Linked DNA regions of Triticum aestivum: region 1 is linked to region 2. A link is a contact called in public Hi-C data. All regions are on one chromosome and are shown on one strand. The core of a region is the stretch at or near the end of the contact, and the rest is flanking DNA. Distances in the headings are between cores, read along the strand shown. Region 1 holds the start of LOC123059864 (ABC transporter G family member 7). Region 2 holds the start of LOC123059861.

What was found. Hi-C and Micro-C count contacts between places; a contact is called where the count stands out from the background.
Region 1: a contact with region 2 is called in a Hi-C map of leaf, with 7 times the contacts expected there. The contact joins the promoter of LOC123059864 here to the promoter of LOC123059861 in region 2. A contact is called at or near these places in 2 of 5 Hi-C or Micro-C datasets (both in leaf).

What each region holds. Positions count from the first base shown.
Region 1 is chr3A:14,203,456-14,207,362 of IWGSC CS RefSeq v2.1, forward strand. It overlaps LOC123059864 (ABC transporter G family member 7), which reads right to left and starts at 2,396. Exons shown (of 11, transcript XM_044482395.1): 1 at 2,037-2,396; 2 at 1,309-1,499; 3 at 1,077-1,227; 4 at 781-913; 5 at 1-147. The coding sequence starts at 2,255.
Region 2 is chr3A:13,860,831-13,864,226 of IWGSC CS RefSeq v2.1, forward strand. It overlaps LOC123059861, which reads right to left and starts at 1,892. Exons shown (of 9, transcript XM_044482392.1): 1 at 1,583-1,892; 2 at 361-557. The coding sequence starts at 1,703.

The DNA.
Region 1 (3,907 bases), core at 1,146-3,645, 340 kb after region 2:
CTTCTCCCTCTGACAGTAGCACAATGTCATCAAATTTGCTATAGACTGAACCTCTTGGCTGGTGTATAGAGCATATCACAGTGTGCCCATCTTCTGCAAGCTGTCTAAGAGTCTCCATCACCTTCTCTGCCTGGAATGCATCAAGGCCTAAAAGAGAGTAATAAACATACACAAAGTTCATGTGCTATCAACCAGTTCATATTTTACAGCTGGGCATACCAGGCAATTGAAAAAACTCCATGGCTAATATTCACAAGAGGATCTCAGGAGAAAAAACTGATCCATGTGAAAATTCAAAACTTCAATAAGGGATCCCACTTAAAACGGTAAGTTGCAAGAACAGTCTGTCTCGTTTTTCTTCATGGGACCATGGGCGATACTTGGGTGGATTGTCTTGCCTGAGATAACCCTAGGTTGGTCACAAACTGCCACACTACAACCAGGGATTCTGTACTTCTACAGTATTACCATTATGTACTTTTTACGGGAATAACGAGGACGGCAACCTCCCTGCCCTTTGGGAGTGCAATGACATTGTCAAGGTGCCACGAAATCCTAGTTAACCTTCTATAGTTCTATTTGAGTGAAGTAGGTTTATGTGTTACTACTTTTTTTATTAAGTTCTTGTATATTACTATCTATTTACATTAACTTGCTAGATAAAGAAGAGACTCGAGCACTTGTAGTCATGCAAGTAAATCTAACTACAATAACTATACATAAGTAAAATAAAAGGCTAATTCAAAACTACGGGGGGAAATGGTGAATTGGCTAAAATACCTGTTGTTGGTTCATCCGCAAAGATGACTGAAGGGCTTGCAATCAGTTCACATGCAAGCGAGAGGCGCTTCTTTTCACCACCACTAATTCCACGTACTTTTGCATCACCCACGATAGAATCAGCAGAGTTGACCTTTCATTAAAAAGAGAGGAATACATAATTATAGTACAATAAAACTCAAATCAGAATGAACTGAGAGTAACATATATCGATCATCCAACAATCATGTAGGTTAGATTCCCCGATAAATTGAAAAAAAATGTGTGTTGCTATTGATCAATCAATGATGACTTACCAATCCAAGGCGAAACAGAAGATCATTAACATACTTCTCCTTCCTCTCGGGAGACATGGTGTCATGAAGCTGGAGTTCAGCAGCAAGTGAGAGTGTTTCCCGCACCGTGAGCTGTGAGAAGAAGATGTCTTCTTGCCTCACATAAGCGATCCTACAGAAAGAAATACACATCAGTTCTCTTCCACAAATGTTTGCGAAAACTAAGACCACAAGGTGAATTAGCATAGCTTACTTATAACCGCCCTGCGACATAGGCTGGCCATTGACATAGAGAAAGCCCGAGAGGTGCAAGGAAGGTGATGCCGTGAGCTGCCCTGCCAGCACATTGAGCAGAGTCGTCTTGCCTGACCCTGACGGCCCCATGAGTGCTAGCAGCCTCCCTGGTTTCGCCTCCCCGGACAGATTCGACAGCAGGAACCTTGCCTGCAAACAATCACGCAGCACATCACGAATAATACATAGATACAGGGTTTGCATACTCTGGAAGATTCAGACAAGGATTAGCCCACGCAAAGTTATGCAACTTGTCCTGCAGTAACAGTTTGGCCTCACTGTTGCCACTGCTACATCCCGGGGGTCACAATGTAGGGTGTGCATACTCTGAATCGTTGTCTGATGCAAAATTACGCAGCACATTGATGAACAATGTAGGGTGTGCATACTCTGGAAGATTCAGACAACGCAAAATTATGCAGGTTGACCTGCATTAACAGTATGGCCTCACTGTCGAGTGCCACTGCCACATCGCGGGGTCAACCAGTCAACGCCCCAGCAGGGCCCAGCGCCAGCCACTCGGACCAGCCGAACGTGGCCCCTCGCTATCGTGCGCCCCCAACCCATGTACTAGCACGAGATAGAGAGAGACAAGACCAATGCGCGCGCGCGCAAGGTGTTCGGCCACGGGGCTCCGGCGAGAAGAGAGACTTGAGAGGGAGGGCGGCGTCAACCAGAGCGACTCACCATGTCCCCGCGCTTGTTCTTGAGGGCGCAGGTGACGCGGGCCCACCGGATGGTCACCGGCCGCACCCCGCCGCCGCCTCCTCCCTCGCCGGCCTCCACGTCCCCCTCCTCATCCTCCGCGGGCGGGAGGAGGGCGGGGCCGGCCCCCGCGGCGACGACCCGCAGGAACAGCGCCGCGGCCAGCGCCGCCAGGAGCTGCCCCAGCCCCTTGATCTCCATCCCGCGGCGACCGGCGACGAGCAGAGGAGGACGGGGAGGGGTTTAGTCGCGCCCTCAGGCTTAAGCCTCGCCGTCCTTCCTCGTCCAGCTCCAGCGAGGCGCGTTGTGTGGTGGTGGTTAGTTTGTTGCGGCGTGGCATGGGATGGGGAGAGAGAGTGAGCCTTGCCATCGGCGACCTGGGCCGCCGCTGGGCCGGTCGTCTGGACGGCGGGGCCTTGGAAACGTACGTTTGTCACGCTGGGCCGTCGGACGACAGGTTCGAACAAAAAGGGATCGGGTCCACCCCTAATAAATTTTTCTCAAAGAAAAAAAAAGATCGGACCCATCTTAAAGAAAAGGAAGATCGGATCCACGTCGTGGCCCATGTGGCGGGTGACCCGTGAAGGAGTAGTAGCATCGTCGTGGTCACGACAGCTACTAGTTCTGGAGTCTGCGAGTGGAGTGGAGTGGAGTAGCCGTTGCCCCCGCGCAAAAGAACAAGCCGTGATTCGGTGACGTTGATTACAGAATGGAGATGTGCTACTAGTACTTCCTATCTGCAACAGGATCCATCCAATTACAAACCGTCTCCCTCTACTCATGTGCCGTCTTCACTGACAAAAACCGGACATGGTGTTTTCCGTGTCAAGAAATTAGCAGTTGATCTTTCCAAGGTAGTAATTTTTGTTAGCGGTATCTCTCCAAGGTAAATGGGGACAGACGGCCAATTAACTACTACTCCCTCCGTTTGAAAATACTTTTAGAACTAAAACAAATTCACATTGACATACAATCATTTTTAGAACAAATATTTCTGAACGGAGGGAGTACCTTTGTTTTAAAATAAATGTCTTAATTTTAGTATACCTACTCTGGCACAAGATAACATAAAAAATAAAAACCGAAGATAGCAAGTGTCAACTGCCAACACACTCAGAACTCTATGCGATAGAGCGACTAGTGGCAAATCAGATTTCTAAAGCGAGGGCTAGTCAACGTAGATCCCCCTTCCCACCTCAAACTGTTTGTTTAACAGCAAGAAGAAAAATCACAAAATGAGGTCTAAATACACAGATCCATTAGAAAAAGTTCATCAAATGTATAAATCACCCTAAAAAAAAAATAACATCGAGGTCCCTGTACCACTGGATGATCAACAAAACGAGCCTTCTATGAGCCCCTTTCACTGTTCCCATACTGGAGCCGTCCTGACTTTGTCGATGACAGATGAGAAGCCTTATCGCACGCATCCCAAAGAAACCTTTGAATTGATCTCTAAAGCGTCTGACACCAACCGGTTCTCATTCCCGCGCACGCGCAAAGAGAAACCCTAACCTCGGCGCCCCATGAAGGTAGGGGAAATCTACGCCGGGGCTCCGTCGGCTCCGCTTTGATGGACGAATTCGAGAAGGATCAAAGATCGAAAGGCCAACTTGACGATGAAATGCCGCCATCCGATTGAGCGAGGACTTTGCCCTAGCCGGCTTTGCGCGAGGGGAGGAAAAGGATCCAGCGGAGCTTTGAGCGTGACGGGTTCATCCAAGATGGGAGGGATGGTTGGCAGGGGTCGTTTCAGCTAACTTGATGTCACGCAGCTGCTCGCAGCAAAGCGATAGAGACTCGATTTGAAAAGAGGGGGGAAAGGAGGTAGAGTTTCGGTCGAAAGGGAGAAA
Region 2 (3,396 bases), core at 642-3,141:
TCCAAGAAAGTTGTTGATTATTCAACATGGTTCCAAGAAAGCAATAACCTACTGTCTTAAATCCTGCAACTTTCCTGTAGCTGTGTACACTCCTGGTACATTTGGGGACACTTTGGGCATCAAATGTAAACTAAGTACCGTCAGCCAACTAAAAGGGGATGACATGCCTTATATTCCTCAAAGTAGGATCAGTATTGATGGGCTGAATCTCTAGTGCGTACACGGACTGTACCAATCCAACTACCCTGATCCCAACAACCCACATAAATACTACTTTGGTATAATGACATCTCTAACAAATTAAAGCAATACGCTCATGAAAGGGTTAATTATTAATAAAGTCTAAACAATGACACATACCGCCCAGTAGTGCTTGTTGGTGATGTTCCAACCACCTCCATACATCCTGAGATGGCGGAGAACGTCCGGCCGCCGCGTCCTGTCCTCGGCCAGTACCAACGGATACTTGGCGACGGGCCCCATGGCCGCCGGCCCTGCTGCCCCATCCGGCATCCCGTTCAGCAGCCCCTTCGCCCATGGCCCCAATTCCTTCACCTCTAAAGTACCAGAAGATTTGCACAAAAAAATACAGACCTTTTAGCACCAGCACCAACATGGATGATATATTAGTAATAGTAAACTGATACTACAAACAAAGTTCCACTTGCTTCTAGTGCAAGGCTAGTAGCAAATCAAAAAGGGTGCTTGCTTCTATGGTAAGAAAGGCATCAAAGCGCGCATTCCTAGTCAATACGCATAAATTACGGCGATGTCAATTCTTGTCACATGAAGCACTGAAAATCAGGAGGCCTTTGGTGGAAGAAATAAAGGGGGCAGTTGTACTTCCTAGGAGCCAGGAGTTGCTTGGAGTGGAAGTCGTCAACCTCGTCGGCAAGATCGATGACAGCACCGACATGAATATACTACTAAAAATATACGCCACCAGCAAACAGCTTGACTGATTCTAGCAACCGAGCCGAGGTAGCTACCGTAGCAGGAATAAAATACGGGTTGCTAAAATTAGCACCCCTCCTGAGCCTGAGGCAGTGAGGCGTACCAAATGGGATTAAGAAAACGCGATCGAGTGTCAGAGAGGATCTACCGACACCACCGGCAGTGAATAAAATAGCAGTAAATACATTCTCGCAGCGGCACCGCCATAAACAGTCGAGCGCCGAAATTAAATTAGCGGTAAATAAGATAATAAACACTCGCTCGATTCTCTGACTCTGAACCTAGACTGGAAGCGCGAGTCGAGTCGATCGCGGCGGGATCACCACCTGGAGACGCCGACGAGGCCTGAGCTAGGAAACAAAAACAGAGCGCGATTTCGACAGGCAGGACGGACCGACGGTTCTGATTAATCGCCCTAATAAACGACAAAAAAAATAAGAGCGTGGCACGGCATGGCAGGCACCGAGATCGGAGCTCGCGTCGCTTCGGGAATGGATCGAAACCGATCCCCCCTCGCTCGCGCGACCTATCGACGGATCAACCGGGGGCGCAGATCGCCACCGCCACCGCCAGCGGCGACGTCGGCAAACGAGCAAGCACGCGGCGAGCGAAGTATGCACGCACGCACCTGGCGCGGCGCCGTCGATGCCCGCGGCGAGTCCGGCGAGCGAGTCCCCCTCCGCGGCGGCCGCGACGCCGACCACCGCCGCGAGCAACGCGAAGGCGACTCCTCCTCCTCCCCACTTCATCCCGATCGGCCCTCGCTCAGGGGTCAGGGCCGCCGCATCTGCGTTCCCGCGCGGCGAGGGCGGCAGGCAGGGGTCCGGCGGGGGCGGGAGTGAGTGGAAGACACCACACACGACACGACACGGCGCTACTCCGACTCCTACTCCCACTCGCCCGCCCGCGCCCACGCCAGTGTTTATTGCTCCTGCTCCCGTCCCACTCGCAGACACACGTCACGCGCCGCACAGCAGAATCACATGGCATGGCGGCAGCCCGGCCGTGTACGATCCCCCGGGTGGCCCTAGCGGGGGCGACGCGCCCCGCCGCGTGCCACGCGGTGCCGCGGGCGGCACACGTGGACGCGTGGGCCCCCGCGTACGGCGAGCGAGATGCGGGCCCCGTTGCGGGGTGGCACGGGTGCGCGGTGGAGAAAGGGCGCGAAAGGGTGGATTGGCGGTGGGGCCGGCCGGGATCTACCACTGCTACTATGTGCTCCGCCTGCGCTCAGTGCCTGTAATTACGATCCTGCCCCCACTGTTGCGCGCACGGGAATTGGCAGCGGAGCGCCGTCGACGGGAGGGCTAGTTTAGGTACTTTGAGCAGGAGGAGGAGAGCAAACGTGGAACGCGCGTCGCTGTCCCGCGGGCCCCACCCGCATACCCCTGCCCGTCCGTCCAGATATTTCGTTAGTAGAGTATATAGATAGGGGCGCTAGCTTTTTCTGGTCTCCATCAATCAACATTAGCAAAAGCAAAAAAAACATTAGCAAAAGAAGAAGAGAGAGAGAGGGAGAGAGATCAGTATCGGATATTGCTTTCTCCTTTGGTGAGTGGAAATGGAGGGAGGGAGTCAAGGGTGCGTTTGGTTGCAAGGGCGGTTATGAATGGGTTGAAATCGTTCAGAAAATAGACATGTTTGGTTATAAAGCACATGAATGGTTCGAGCCAAAAAAAAAGAATATACCATGAAGATGCTGAACCGTTCCACCCAACCAAATCGGTCGAATCAAATGACCACCCTTTGCATGCATGACTATGTGAGCATGACTGGTGGTCCCGTCCTAAATAATTAGCTCACCACTTATATTCAGCCAAACACATGAATTGAATGGTTCAATCCCAAAAAAATTGAACGGTCCCAACTCATTCATACGACACCTTCAACCAAACGCATCCTAAAGCTGCGTGGTGACGCGGAGGGGAAGCTGTTTTGCTTTTGGCGGGCAATTTGGCGGAAAGCTTTACGAAAGGGGTTGGGAGCCGGCACCCCGTAAAACGTGGGTTTGATTTACCGCCTTCTTCTCTGGGATTGTGCCGTCCGCTTTGGGAGATCCATCAAGGATCTCATTGCTGCCGGTCGAAGCAACCATGCATTCGTGCAGAGCCACAAAGAGAAGAGCAAAAGAAAAGAGAGGCTCTGGCATTGATTTTTTCTTTTTGTAGGATCCACCCAAAAGATGATTTTGAAATAGGGTGGTTCATCTTTTGAAAAAAGGATTTTCATACAAATGTACCGTTTCATTTTTAACCATGACAAATCTGACGTTTTCTATGAAAATTCATGTTGTTGGGAGCATGGCGATTTCTTTAACGGACATGGCACTAGGTCCTACACGTCCTGCTAGGTGATCTTTATTTGGGGGACCTGTTCGAGGGACTTCAACAAAGATATTCATCAACTCTTTCTTCGCTGCAACTCGAAGTTGGTAATGATCAG